Linked DNA regions of Sus scrofa: region 1 is linked to region 2. The links are chromatin contacts, called in public Hi-C maps. All regions are on one chromosome and are shown on one strand. The core of a region is the stretch at or near the end of the contact, and the rest is flanking DNA. Distances in the headings are between cores, read along the strand shown. Region 1 overlaps STON1 (stonin-1). Region 2 holds the start of PPP1R21 (protein phosphatase 1 regulatory subunit 21).

Region 1 (7,404 bases), core at 2,911-5,410, 110 kb before region 2:
GAAAACTACAAAGCATTATTACTGAAAGAAGCTAAAGAAACCCAAATAAATGGAAAGACATCCCACATTCATGGGCTGGAAGACTTAATACTGTTAAGATGTCCGTCCTACCCAAAGTGATCTACAGATTCAATGCAAAACCACAATGATATTTTTTGCCAGAAGAAGAAAAAAAATCATAAAATTTGTATGGAGTCTCAAAGGACTCCAAATAACCAAACAGTCTTGAGAAAGAAGAACAAAGCTGAAGGTCTCACACTTTTCTGACTTCAAAACATAGTACAAAGCTTTGATAATCAAAACAGCATGTTACTGGCATAAAGATCAACATATATACCAATATAACAGAATATAGAACCCAGAAATAAACCTACACATATATGGTCAAATGATCCTCAGCAAAGGTACCAAGATTACACAATGGGAAAATAACTGTCCCATCAACAAATTGTTTAGGGAAAATTGGATGGATATCCACAGCAAAAGAATGATATTGGACCCTTATCTTATACCATACACAAAATCAACTAAAGATGAATTAAAAATTAAACATAAGACCTGAAACTATAAAACTCCTAGAAGAAAACATAGGGGAAAACTTCATGATGGTCTTGGCAATGATTTATTCACTATGACAGCAAAAGCACAGACAACAAAAGCAAAAACAGACAAGTGAGACTACATCAAACTAAAAAGCTTATATATAGCAAAAGAAACAATCAACTGAGTGAAAAGGCAACATATGCAATGGGAGAAAATATGTGCAAATCATATATTTGATAAGAGGTTTAACATCCAAAATATATAAGACAGCTCGATAGCAAAAAAAAAAATAGTAACCCTATTTTAAAATGGGCAACAGACTGGAAGAGACACTTCTTCAAACAAGACATACAAATGGACAACAGGTATATAAAAGGTACCAACATCACCTCAGAGAAGCAAATCAAAGCCACAATGAGAGGTTCCCACTGTGGCACAATGGGAATGGCGGCATCTCTGGAGTGCTGGGACACAGGTTCAATCTCTGGCCCAGAACAATGAATTAAGGATCTGGCATTGCCACAGCTGCGGTTTAGGTCAGAACTGCAGCTCGGATCTGATCCCAGGCCCTGATTCTGGACCTGAAAACTCCAAATGCCACTGGGAAGCAAAAAGAAAAAAAAAAACAAAAACTGAAAAAACCAAAGCAAAATCACAAGGAGATATCACCTTACACTTGTTAGGATGGCCATTACCAAAACAAAGGAAAGCAACAACAAACAAACAAACAAACAAGAACCCACACACAAAACACAAAAAAATAACAAGCGTTGGCAAGGATGTGGAGAAAATGGAACCCTTGTGTACTTTTGGTGGGAATGTAAAATGCAAAACAGTATAGAGTTTCCTCAAAATTTTTTAAATATTAACTACCATATGAGAGCTCCTACTGTGGCTCAGCGCATTAAGAACCCAATGTTGTCTCTGCAAGGACATGGGTTCAATCCCTGGCTTGCTCACCGGGTCAAGGATCCAGAAAGCTGAAGCATCGGTTCTAGGTGTGGCTCAGATTTGGGGTTGCTGTGGCTGTGGCATAAGCCCCAGCTGCAGCTCTGATTCAACCCCTGGCCAGGGAACTTCCATATAGCACAGGTGCAGCTGTTTAGAAAGAGAGAGAGGAAGGAAGGAAGAAAGAAAAGAAAGAAAAAATTTTAAATTAAAAAAAAAAAAACTATCATATGATCCAGAAGTCTTACTTCAAAAGAATTGAAAACAGGATCTCAAAGAGCTATGTGCATTCCCATGTTCACTGCAGCATTATTCACAATAGCCAAAGAGTGAAAACAACCAAAATGTTCATTGTTTGATGAATGGATAAAGAAAATATAGTATATACATGCAATGGAATATTACCCAGCCTTAAAAAGGAAGGAAATTCTGATGCATGCTACAACGTGGATGAGCCTTAAGGTCATTGTGTTAAGTGAAATGAGCCAGTCACAAAAAGACAAATATTGAATTATTCCACTTATGTGAGGTATCTAAATTAGTCAAATTCATAGAAGGAGAAAACAAAATGGTGGCTACCAGGGGTTCCAGGCGAAGGAAACGGGGTGTTTCTGTTCAGTGGGTACAGAATTTAGTCATGCAAGATGAAAAAGTTCTAGAGTTCTGCTGTTCAACAATGTGCATGTATTTAACTATACACTTAAATTTTTGTTAAAAGGATTTAAGAACTGTTAAAATTTTGGGTTTTTTTACCACAATTTTAAAAATTGCAACATTTTTGGAGTTCCTGTCGTGGCTCAGTGATTAATGAACCCAACTAGTATCCACAGGGATGCAGGTTCGATCCCTGGCCTCACTCAGGGGGTTAATGATCAGCATTCCGTGAGCTGTGGTGTAGGTCCCAGATGTGGCTTGGATCCAGCACTGCTGTGGCTGTGGCATGGGCTGGCAGCGGTGGCTCCAATTTGACCCCTAGCCTGGGAACATCCATATGCCATGGGTGCAGCCCTAAAAAGAACAACAACAACAACAACAACAAAAATTGAAGCATTTTTTAATCAATTCAAAATGTATTTATTTGAACGATTACCATGTAGTTAGACCTTGCTAGTGCTGGAGGAGAAGATGAAAACCCAATTTAGGAGTTCCCGTCATGGTTTAGCAGTTAGTGAACCCGACTAGCATCCATGAGGACATGGGTTGGATCCTGGCCTCACTCAGTGGATTAAGGATTCGGCGTTACTGTGAGCTGTGATGAGGGTCGCAGACAAGGCTCAGATTTGGCATTGCTGTGGCTGTGGTGTAGGCCGGTGGCTTCAGCTCAGATTTGATCCCTAGCCCGGGAACTTCCATATGCCACAGGTGTGGCCCTAAAAACAAGACAAAAAGACCAAAAAAAAAAAAATTATAATGAACTTATAACACATTGACAGCTCCCAAATATGAGAGGTTTATAGTTTGGAAGCATTTTCAAATTCATAATCTCATTTATCAGAACAACCCTGTGAAGTATACATCATTATTTCCATTTCATAGCTGACATTACTTGGGTTTAGAGTCATTACCTAAAGTCACTGGTAAGAGGCAGAGCTAGGATTTTTTTTTTAACAACAGTTTTATTGACATATAATTAGCATACTTTAAATGACTACTCACTGATGTTTTTAGTTCAGTGATATTCATAGAGTTATGCAACCATCACTACTATCTAGTTCCAGAAGGTTCTTATCAATCTAAAAATAAACTTTGCCCAGAAGTCACTCCCCACTCTCCCCCTCCCCCAGGGCCTGGCAATCTACTTTCTTTTCCTATGAAATTTGTCAGGTCTGGACATTTCATTTAAGTAGAATTTACAACATATGGCCTTTTGTTTTGTGTCTGGCTTATTTTACTTAAAGTTTTCAAAGTTCATCCATGTTGTAGCATGTATCCGAATTTCACTCCTTTTTGTGGCTGAATAATACTTCATTGTAAAGATAACCCATTTTGTTTATCCATTCATCAGTAAAGGGACATTTGGTTTGCTTCTATTTTTTAGGTATTAGGAAAAATACTGCTATGAACATTTGTGTAGATTTTCTGTGTGATCATTTCTCTTAGGTATATACCCGGCTTTGAAAGAACCAGAATTTGAACCCAGGTCACTTCATCCCAATCTAGTACAGCACTGAAATTATCCTAATGACATCAGAGGTGATGAGCACTGACTGGGGCTGGGTTAACCGAAGGCTGGTCACTGCTCTGCCACTCACAGGCTGCGTGCTAAGCCCCTCTGGACACTCAGTGATTAGCATAGAATAATCTCTGAGATCCTTTCCAACAAATAATTCTATGATGGTTGACATCCAACAGAATTTTTTTTTCAAAAGCAAAAATTCTATTACCACTGGGCTTTTTGACCAAACTTCCAAACTAACAGAGAGTAAAATTCCATGAGATCTACTGACTTGAAAACTCAAAATCTGCTGGAATAAAGCCCATGAGAAAGGTATATTTTTCTCCCCACAGCCCACTTTCTCACCTCCCCTTGTGGATAGTGAAGGCTCAACCAATATAATCATTCAAGCTTGGAAAAGAGCCAAGACAAAAAGAGAGAGGCCCCAGGGCTCCACTGGGGACAGGGCATGCTCAGTGTTGTCATTTGCTAAATCTGCACATTCCTGAGGGCACAAAAACACAGTGAAGTGGCAGCCCAGGCCAGCTGGCTCTCTCTGGAGGGCATTTCACCGTCGCTGCCCTTGGGCTGGAGTTGCCATCAAACACTTTCCCTTCAAAGCCGGAAGGAGAGTTTGAATAGGATGCAGCCAGGAGGCTCAGAGGCAGGAAATCAGCAGCACTATTTCTTGATCTATCGCATCCCACCCTCTTCAGAAGGAATCCAGCCAAAATAATTCTTCGTATAGGGTGAAAGATTGTGTAAATATCTACTTTAGTTGAGATTATTAAAAAGAAAGAGAAGGGAATTCCCGTCATGGTGCAGTGTAAATGAATCCGACTAGGAACCATGAGGTTGCGGGTTCAATCCCTGGCCTTGCTCAGTGGGTTAAGGATCTGGCATTGCCATGTGCTGTGGTGTAGGTTGCAGACACAGCTTGGATCTGGCATTGCCGTGAGCTGTGGTATAGGACGACAGCTGTAGCTCCGATTAGACCCCTAGCCTGGGAACCTCCATATGCCACAGGTGTGGCCCTAAAAAAAGACAAAAAGAAAGAAAGAAAGAGAAGACTAAGAAAAGAAACAATTCAGCTTCAGACCAAATCCTATTCTGATCTATTCCAAACATTCCGTCTCATCCATTTCCCACTGGGAGTTTCAAAATTTGGAATGACGATACTGGCTTCCTCAGTTTTTGCTTATATGGGAAAAAAAAGTGATTTCTATAAGCCAGATAAAGAAATCAATTCCATTACTTTTTAAGTTACCTTTGAGCTTTAAAAAGCACACCTTGAAAAAAAATCTCCTACCTTGAAGACAAAATCTATGCAAAGTGCACTCTTCATCCTATGCGGGACTCTTCCATAGGGAGGTACTTGGCAAATGCAATGTGAGTTTAATTCAACCAAACAGAATTGTGCCCAATAGGAGCCTAAACCTTTGTGCCTGTCGAAAAGGTACAGGACTTAGATGCTGCTCTGGAGGGAAGAGCCAAGACTCCAGTTCCCTGTGGTCAAGGACAGGTTTGCTTCACACTGAGCTCCTCTTTCTCCTCTTCTGTTTTCCTCTTATGCTCTTCCCTCCCCGCCCCCTCTTTATTTTTTCTTTTTAGGGCCGCACCCAAGGCGTATGGAGGTTCCCAGGCTAGGGGTGGAATCAGAGCTATAGCCACTGGCCTATGCCACAGCCACAGCAATGCAGGATCTGAGCCGCATCTTCGGCCTACACCACAGCTTACAGCAACATCAGATCCTTAACGCACTGAGCGAGGCCAGGGATCAAACCTGAAGCCTCATGGTTCCTAGTCAGATTCGGTTTCCACTGCACCGCAACAGGAACTCCTGCTCTTCCTTATTAATCCTTTTACAGGTATTTCCATTCCCTCTTACTTCTTTTGCCCCTTCCCTCACTATATGACTTCATCTTTCTATTTTAGTCTCAAAGCATCTCCCACCCCTGTCGGTTTTTCCCAAGTCAACCACTAGAATCAATTTCACCCAGCACTTTCCTTTCCTCCTGACCCATCCTCACCCCCATCAGGGAAAAGGGGCCACATCCTGTCCAGAGCTTTGGTCTGCCCAAGACCCACTGGGTCTCAGGAAGGGATGAGAAAGCTCAAAGTCAAGAGATCTAGAATGGGTCTTCTTTTAATCATCTGCATCCCATCTACTTCACGAGATTGGAATCCAAAAGTATTCCAGCAACAGCACCTATCAAACCTCGGAATTTTCTTCTCTGCGATGCAAATGGAGTAGGATGTAAACACAGATCTGTGCCTCCCATAAGGGCCTGAATGCTACCATTCCAGAGCCCCTTCCCAGGCAACATCTCGTTTAAACTTTACAACAACACAAAGGGGACCATAGCACTTGAGTGCCTTCTCCAAAGTCACGATCCAGTTAGTGGAGAGCTGGGAACCCAGGATGCCTGGCACCAAATCCCTAGCTACCTTCCTCTGAAGCAAAGACGCCTCTGGTTCAACTCCGTTTTTCCTACCCGACATAACACTTTCAGAGGTCTGTTTTCAGTCAATCTGGATTATCTTAAACTCCTGGAAGGCAAATCCAGACAAACTTCAGAGACAGTGCAAGACACCAAGACTCCAAATGAGGCACCAGTAGAAAAGGAAATTGTATTATTTGTCTTTATTAGAGTTGATTTACAGTGTTGTGTCAATTTCTGCTATACAGCATAGTGACCTAGTCATATATACATATATATATATATATATATGTCATACATATATATACATTTTTTTTCATACTATCTTCCATCATGTTCTACCCTAAGAGATTAAACATAGTTCCCTGTGCTGTACACTAGGATCCCACTGTTTATCCATTCTAAATGTAATAGTTTGCATCTACCAATCCCAAACTCCCCATCCATCCCACTTCCTCCTCCCTCCCCCAGGAAAGTGCATTATGGTGGAAATTTCTAGAAATCAATCTCTGAGTTTGGAAGGCTTCTAGGGGAGTATGTTTGCCTCCCCTTAAGATTATCAGACATTCTTTTCAACTGCCTATTTTCAAAGCAGCATCAGAGTCCACTGAACATAAGCAGAAATTAAAAGTCAGTGCACATGCTTATTCACATGGGAATAACAAGGATGTAGGTAGACAGCGGCTCTCAACCTTGTACCCGGACACACATGACAGTGGCATTCGGAAGCCTAGCACAGTTCCCTCGGATGTGCCAAGAGTTTAACAACCCCAAAATATTTAGGGAAGCCCTAAAATAATGAATTATCCCTACTATTCTAAATGCTGGGTCAGCAAAGGAGGGTCACAGCAAACATGAGAAAGGCATTTACACACAATTCCTGCCCCTCACTTTCTTCCACTGAAGAAATCATACCAGGAAGACAAGTATTACATGATGTCACTTATAGCTAAAAAAAATTGTACAAATGAACTTATTTACAAAACAGAAACAGACTCACAGACATAGGAAAAAACTTATGGTTACCAAAGGGGAAAGGAGGGTGGGAGAGAGATAAATTAGGAGCATGGGACTAACAGATATACACCACTATACAGTAAACAGACAAAAAGGATATACTGTATAGCACAAGGAATTATATTCAATATCTTATAATAAACTATAACAGAAAAGAACTCCCAAAATATAGATATATATATATATGTATAACCAAATTACTTGCTGCATACCTGAAACTAACACAATATTATAAATCAACTGTTTCAATTTAAAAAATTAAAATTAAAAAATAAATCATACTGGAATTCTTATAAAAGT
Region 2 (7,723 bases), core at 35-2,534:
AAGACATTCAAATGGAAGTGCAAGAAGTTTTGCCAATGGTAGCACCGTTGGAGTAAGTGTAGTATCTGAGGCTTCCATTTGATGATGGAAAGACTTAAAGTGTGCATGTTTTAGGCATGGGTTTTATTTTTCAAAGAATATTTCATTTCACCTTGCTGCATATTTGTTAAATGAAAACGTGTCTCAATTTCTCCAAATTGTAAAAAGGGGGCTGTCTTCCCATTGCTCCGATGAATGCCAAGATCACTGAAAACTAAGTTCAATGACTACTGAATCAATTTCTAAATATGTAAGATTCCGCTTTTATAACTTCATTAGAATATGCTTGAGGCAGAACCACCCTATCCAGAAAAGCAGCACCGCCCTTTTCCAAGAAAAAAGGTTCCATCATTTAAAAGACAGATGCCATAAATATGACAAAAGGGGAGATTCCTATTTTGCTTAGTTCAACACGTATTGAGCACCTGCTGGGTAATCCGTCCCACGCCAGGTGATTCGTGAAAAAGAAGGAGAAAAAGACACAGCCCTAGCACTAAAGCTTTCAAAAGCATTTCCAGACAACATCTTGCCACAGCACTGAATCCATTCGTAACCACCCATCTCTGGTGCATCAGTTTACGCGCATGACTCTATTTACATTTTTGATTTGACCGGGGGCAGATGAATTTCTATCCTCATATCATCCCTGTGGGAAGGGAAAAAGCTTGCTCTTTCCCATCACTGGGCTGGGAAAACTGAGGAAGCAGAAGTGGAGGAGTGGTCCTCACCTTTCCCTTCCCCTCCCGACCAGCACCAGAGACGGAAGCCAGGATTTTGACATCCCAGTACAAGCCCGTTAGTTCAGTGAGAAGGAAGAATCAAACTCCTGCGCCTTCCCGCAGAAATGCACACGGACCCAGACACCGCCCGGCCCCATCTCCTGGGAGCTGCAGGTGGAAGCACGGTAATGGAGGACAGAGGAGGCGGAGGAAAGAGGAGGGGAGCATTCGCGTGCCCCTTCCGCCGTCCCCCTCTGTCCTGACAAGTCGCTGCCAAGGCAACCTGAGGCCGTAGGGCCAGGGACCCCCTACTCCCCGCATACGACGGGTACCTTCGAGTACTCCTGAGCCAGCTTCTGGTACTTCCCCTGCAACTCTGCCGAGGCCATGGCCTCCCCCGCCCCGTCAAGGCCGGGCTGCCCAGGCCGCTCAGCCCCGCCCCCCGCCCCCAACCCCAGACACGCTGTCGGGCTCGGCTCAGCCACCGCCTGCCCGATCTGCCACCGCCGCCGCCGCACCTCCTCCTCCACTTCCGGGTTCGCCCGGTGAGAGGAAGGCGGAGTGGAGCCGGAGGCGGAGCAACCACCGGGGGCGGGACGACGTCTTGACGTCACCGTCCCACCCTCCCGCGCCCGAGCACGTGCGCGCGCAGCCTCGTTGGCGCTTCTGGGCTTTGCCTCTGGGACCAGGGGGCGCCATCTTGACGCATGGTCCAAGATGGCCACCTAGAACAGGAAAGGAGAGAATCGAAATGGGAAGAGAATGATGAAAGCCCACAGAATGGGCGGGGGACCGAAGAGAGAGGCGGTGGTTGCGAAGAACCGACGACCGGAAGAAGAAATATTCTAAGCGTGCATCAAGAATTCTGGCCGAACGCGCGCGCGCGCGCGCGCACACACACACACACACACACACACACACACACACACACACACACACCGGTTCCCATAGCAACCGTCTGGCGTTTGATGATTACATCTTTCAGAAGACGCGCGGAAAGACCTCTATATTCCGCTACCTCGTAATCTGAATATGGTAGCACCGGACATGCCCTGCCTTGTAAACTCTCTGATCTCCCTCAAATTTATAGCGTTCGCTGCTGCCACCCTCCCAAACTCCAGACCAAACCGTCATTGTCTTATATTTTGACCTTGAGATGTCTTTGTATCCATTCCATACTCACACTACATCCACCCACCCCTGCCCCCACACGGGCATGGCACCAGAGCCTTTTTCAGTAGATTGGGTAAAAAGGCTTTAGAAAATTTCAGAGATTGACCCCTGCCACGCATGGAGATAGAATGGATGTTAAATGACAAATAATGATAGTTGAAGCAAAAAATATTCTGCCTAAAATATTTTATGCCATTTCATTCGTTAAATATGTTTTGAGGACATACTGTATGTTAGATACTGCTCTAAGCATTGCATTTATTGCAGCATTGAAGCATACATAGAGGAATGAATAAATTTAGAATATATGTTTGCCATAAATTGTCACACGGCTGTTTGAAACTAATAACCTAGATCTGTATATATCTGCACATGTCATATCAAGATGAAAAAACACTATGTTAAATGTAAAAACAAATGTCAATTTACTATAGCGTGATAAGATACATTTAAAAAATATGAAGCAACATTTGTACTGCTCATGTACACATGAACATGTGCTAAAAATAAAAAACAAGAACTGGGAATATACACATCAAATTCTGGGTTGTGATTGCCCCTAATGAGAAAAAGAAGAAAGGAATGAAAAAAGGAAAACAAAGGAGCATAAACTTTAATTTTTTCAGGATGTTAACATTTATTATCCTGTACAGGGGGTGTTAACTATATTGGCATTTTAGAATGCTTGAAATTTTCCATGATTGAAAAAACTGCTATCCTGGTTTCTTGTTTGATTATGAGGAATTCCAGGATTTTATAATGAAAGCTTGTGCCCATATGCACTTTTCAGCCATTGTAAAAGGGATTATAAACTTTTTTAAATGTTGTTTATAGGAAGTTCTCTTGTGCAGTGAGCTAAGGATCCAGTGTTGCCACGGCATGGTGCAGGCCACAACTGAGGGAGGGTTCAGTCCCTGGCCCAGGAACTTCCACATGCTTCTGGTGGTGCCAAAATAAAATAAAATGTTGTTTATATTTTTCAGTTTGCTAATACCCAAGTCCTACTATCCAGCAAACTTGCAGAATTTTTAAAAAATTATTATTATTAGTTTTCCAAGTGGCAGAATTAAATATTGTAAGTGTATGTCTGTGTTTGTAATGGAATGGAATTTTCAATTATTTAAAAATAAAATGTCATTTCAGAAATAACATTCCAAAGAAAGAATGTGCAACTGTGGCTAGAGATCATGTGTAAGTTTATTTTACTAAACTGAGAAGTTTATATTTCCACTGCTTAATCTAGTTGTTCTGTCAGATGCATTGTTTCCAAATCCCAGCTGATAAATCTGAATATATTAAAGTTAAGAATCTTGAAGTTCCCTTGTGGTTAAGGATCCAGTACTGTCACTATAGCAACCTGAGATGCTCTGTGGCGAGGGTTCAATCCCTGGCCTGGAAACTTCTGCCTGCCACAGGCATAGCCAAATAAATTAACTAATTAATTAATTAAAATGAAATAAACAAACAAATAAATAAAGTTAGGCATCTCTTCCTCAAAAGATACCATTCAGTGAATGAAAAGGCAAGCCATAGAGTGGAACAAGATGTTTGCCACATATATACCCAACAGCATTCTCTTATCCAAATATATAAAGAGCTCTTACAAATCAATAAGAAATCTAGACAGAAAAATAGACGAGATTTCAAGTGGCACTTCACAAAAGAAGATACACAGCCATTAAACATGCAAAGAACATGCAAAAGTGTGTTCAGTTTCATTAGTAACCATGAGGAAGAGAAATTAAAACCACAGTGAGATGCCATGCACTCTCACACAAATGGCTAAAATTTAAAAGACTGACAAGTGTTAGAATATGAAACAAGAGAAACTCTTATAAAATTTGGGGGAGTTCCCTTTGTGACTCAGCAGTTAACTAACCTGACTAGGACCCGTGAGGATGTGAGTTCAATCTCTGGCCTCATTCAGTGGATTAAAGATCCAGCATTGCCGTGAGCTGTGGTGTAGGTTGCAGATGCAGCTCGGATCTGGCATTGCTGCGGCTATGGTGTAGGCTGGCAGCTGTAGTTCTGATTCAACCCCTAGCCTGGGAACTTCCATATGCAGAGGGTGCGGCTCTAAAAAGCAAAAAATAAATAAAATAGAATATGAAAAGCAAAAAAAAAAAATTAGGAATATAACTAGAACCGTCACTTAGAAAGAGTTTAGTATTATCTACTCATCTGAAAAGATATATATTCATAATCTAGCAATTGTACTCTTATGTATACATTCAAAAAAGTGTGCATAAGTTCACCAAGAATATTCACAGTAGTATTATTCATGATAGCCGCAAAAGTCTATCAACAGAATAAATGGATAAATGATTGTACATTCATATTACAGAATACTAAACAGCAATGAAAAAAGCTGAACTCCAACTACAGTTAACTACTGGATGAATCTCAGAAAATGATACAGAACAAAAGAAGCCAGATCCCTCCAAAAATATGTTGTATGACTTCATTTATATAATACTCAAATATGGAGGAATTCAACTATAAGATTCAGGAGTGCATGCTTGAGTAGTAAAAGCAGAAAGAGGGAATTCCCTTCTCGGCTCAGCAGTTAATGAACCTGACTAGGATCCATGAGGATGCAGGTTTGATCCCTGGCCTCACTCCATGGGTTAAGGACCCAGCGTTGCCAAGAGCTGTGGTGTAGGTCGCAGCCACAGCCCGGATCCCACATTGCTGTGGCTGTGGCTCAGGCCAGTGGCTGTAGCTCCAACTGAACCCCTAGCCTGGGAACCTCCGTATGCCACTGCGAGTGCAGCCCTAAAACTACAACAACAAAAATAAACTAGAAAGAAAAACAAGAAAGCGATAACCACAAAAGTCAGGAGCTTTTTTTCCTTTTTAGGCGGAAAGAAGATAACCACTGGAAGGGGGCATGAGAAGGGCCTCGGGGAGCGTTGGCAGTGTTCTGTTTCTGTGTGGTAGTTACACAGGTGTTCACCTTGTGATAATTCCTCATAAGGAACATTTTTGTTTTGTGCACTTTTTTTGTATAGGAGTTACATTTCACAATAACAAATTAAAAAAAAAAAAAACTTCTATTAGCTCACATGCTTACCAGCAATAGTTCCCAATTTATAAACAGTATTATTTGTGGGGAGTGGTATAAATGACAGTCACTTGGAATTCTTGTAAATATGCAAGTGCTGTGATAATCATTAAAGCTTTTATGATCATGGCTGTTTTAGGAGGTTTTTTGGTTTGTTTGTTTTGTTTTTTTCAGTTGCGGGGTCAGAAACGGACTTAAACTAGCTTGGACCCAAAGGAGGAATTTACTAGAAGGATGGGAGGATAGCTCATAGAACAGTAGGAAGTAAGCAGAAGCTGCAGACCTCAAGTACAGAATAAGGATCTGAATGTCTCTGCAACTCTTATAGTCTGTCTGTGCTTCTTTTAGCAGTTCTACTTCTGCTTCTGCTGGGGAGCAAGCACAGCAGCCTTCAGCTCCTGAGCCTCCATCTCACAACTTTGCCTCCGGAGAGCACCTATGTTGCTTAATTCCAATTTGAAATACCCCCAAAGAAGGTTTCTGCTGGACCAGCTTGGATGAGGTACCCATCCCTGAGTCAGTCATCTCTGGCATGGGGCCTCAGTCACACAGGACAGCTGGTCAGCTCAGCTGGGAGAACCCTTAGGCTCTGACTGAGCCAAGAAAGACTAGGTTACTATCTCCCCAAATGAAGACATCAGTGGTAGATGCCATCAACATAAATAAAGGACACCTCACCACAGAGTCCACTGAGGGCCAGAGCAACACCAGGACCCACCTGATGCAGATCCAAGGTCCCCTGCCCTGCCCTCAAGGGCAAGTGTACTCACCACACCCCCAGAAGCCATCATGGGAGGTGAGAGGAAAAGGACAAAACTCTGAACAAATGAATATTGTCTAAAGGGAGAAACCATTGTAAATCAAAAGAAAACTGTTTTGAGGAGAAGGCTGGGAAAATTTTTTTTTTTCTTTTTACAGTGGAACCTGCAGCATGTGGAAGTCCCTGGGCTGGAGGCAGAATCAGAGCTGCAGCTGCCAGCCTACACGCCACAGCCACAGCAACACTGGATCTGAGCCACATCCTCAACCTATGCCACAGCTTGCTGTACCACCTGATCCTTAACCTACTGAGTGAGGCCAGGGATCCAACCAGCATCCTCACAGAGACTATGTCTTGTTCTTAACCCACTTAGCCACAATGGGAACTCCACAAATTATTAATTGATGAATTGGGCTTTTCTCGTCCAATTCTGTGGAGACTTTGAGGAAGACCACTTCAGACACAGAGAAATGGAGGGCTCAATTTTTTCTGAGCATCCAAGCATAATATAAGATGAATGGTTGCACAGCATGAGGAAGAAGTAATTTTGCTTGTGTTTTGTTTTATTTTATTGCTTTTTTTAGGGCTGCACAGCAGCATATGGAGTTTCCCAGGCTAGGGGTCTAATCAGAGCTACAACTGCTGGCCTATGCCAGAGCCACAGCAACACGGGATCCAAGCCGCATCTGCAACCTACACCACAGCTCATGGCAATGCCGGATCCTTAACGCACTGAGTGAGGCCAGAGATTTAACTCACAACCTCATGGTTCCTAGTCAAATTTGTTTCCAATGCACCATGAGGGGAACTCCTTTGCTTATGTTTCAAAAACTTCATCATGAACAATGAAAGATCTGGCATAAAACAGAGCTTGGGGTCTTCCTTATGCATCATGAAGAGATAAAATGGAGAACAGAGCTGTTGGCCATTAGTTCAATGTTAATGAATCAACAGTACATATGAAATAAAGTGTCTTTAAACAGAAACACACCTAAAATAAAGTTGTATATTGATCAGTTGACAAAAATGTGACCAGAGGCTCTCAGGATGCTAACTAACCCTGTACTTTCCCCAGGAGCAATGTTACTAGCTAATCCAGTGTAAGTGGGGATTTTATGGAACGAAACTACTGTAAATAATGGGAATCAAATGTATATACACTGAGAACAGCGTGGAACTTCCTTTGGTCATACAATGATCAGTTATGACATTGGGTTACTTAGATTTGATAGTGGTAGTCTCTGAGTGAACATTATTTCACAGTACAGTGGAGTCATATGCTTTCTATCTTTGCAGACATCTGAAAATCAAAAACTTCTGTCAATTTCAAAACTCTATCCTTTGAAATCATACATTTCACTCCCTGATAACCTGCCATTTGCAGCAGCTTCTACAGTGAAATTGGGAAAACAGCTAGCCCCACTAGTATCTCCTCATACAGTCATTAAGACAACTAAGTAAAGGGAGTTCCCACTATGGTGCAGTGGGTTAAGAACCTGATTTCCCCTTTCTTGGGTCACTGCAGTGGAACAGATGCAGGGTAGTTGATAGCTGCAGCTTGGATTCAATCCCTGGCCTGGGAACTTCCATATGCCTCAGGTGTGACCATTAAAAAAAAAAAAAAGATAACTAAATAAAGATTTTTTTCTGGCCTGGTTTCACATTCCCATGGCCAGTCACACACTTGATTACTAAGATTATGGACAACAAAATGTGTTTATACAGGTGGATATGAGGAAAGGGGGGAGGTAGAAGAGGTGGAGAGAAAAAAATTAACTTTTACATTTCTGGAAGTCCACTCCTGAATTCTATGGTGCAGGTGTCCTCAGCATGTGTGTGTGTGTGTGTGTGTGTGTGTGTGTGCACATGCATAACGTAAAAGTTTCCATTTTAACCATTTTTAGGTGCACACTCGGTGGCATTAAGTACGTTCATATTTTCAGAGTTCCTGTAGTGGCACAGTGGTTG

Evidence for each region. A called contact is a pair of places that touch in the nucleus more often than the background predicts.
Region 1: a Hi-C map of liver shows a contact between it and region 2, with 2.0 times the contacts expected there. The contact joins the enhancer-like site here to the promoter of PPP1R21 in region 2. A contact is called at or near these places in 7 of 47 Hi-C or Micro-C datasets (embryonic fibroblasts, fibroblasts, heart right ventricle and 2 more) and 1 of 2 datasets of contacts at active chromatin or transcription factors (skeletal muscle).

What each region holds. Positions count from the first base shown.
Region 1 is chr3:92,112,386-92,119,789 of Sscrofa11.1, forward strand. All of the region lies in intron 2 of STON1 (stonin-1), which reads right to left. Among named protein-coding and RNA genes, the nearest start is that of STON1, 29 kb to the right of the region's middle. Within about 2 kb of position 4,161, at least 5 of the 83 cell types and tissues checked have an H3K27ac peak or open chromatin away from gene starts, as enhancers often do. A contact at or near this core is called in liver, where this site is marked.
Region 2 is chr3:92,226,435-92,234,157 of Sscrofa11.1, forward strand. PPP1R21 (protein phosphatase 1 regulatory subunit 21) reads right to left here and starts at 1,285. Exons shown (of 22, transcript XM_003125155.6): 1 at 1,091-1,285. The coding sequence starts at 1,147.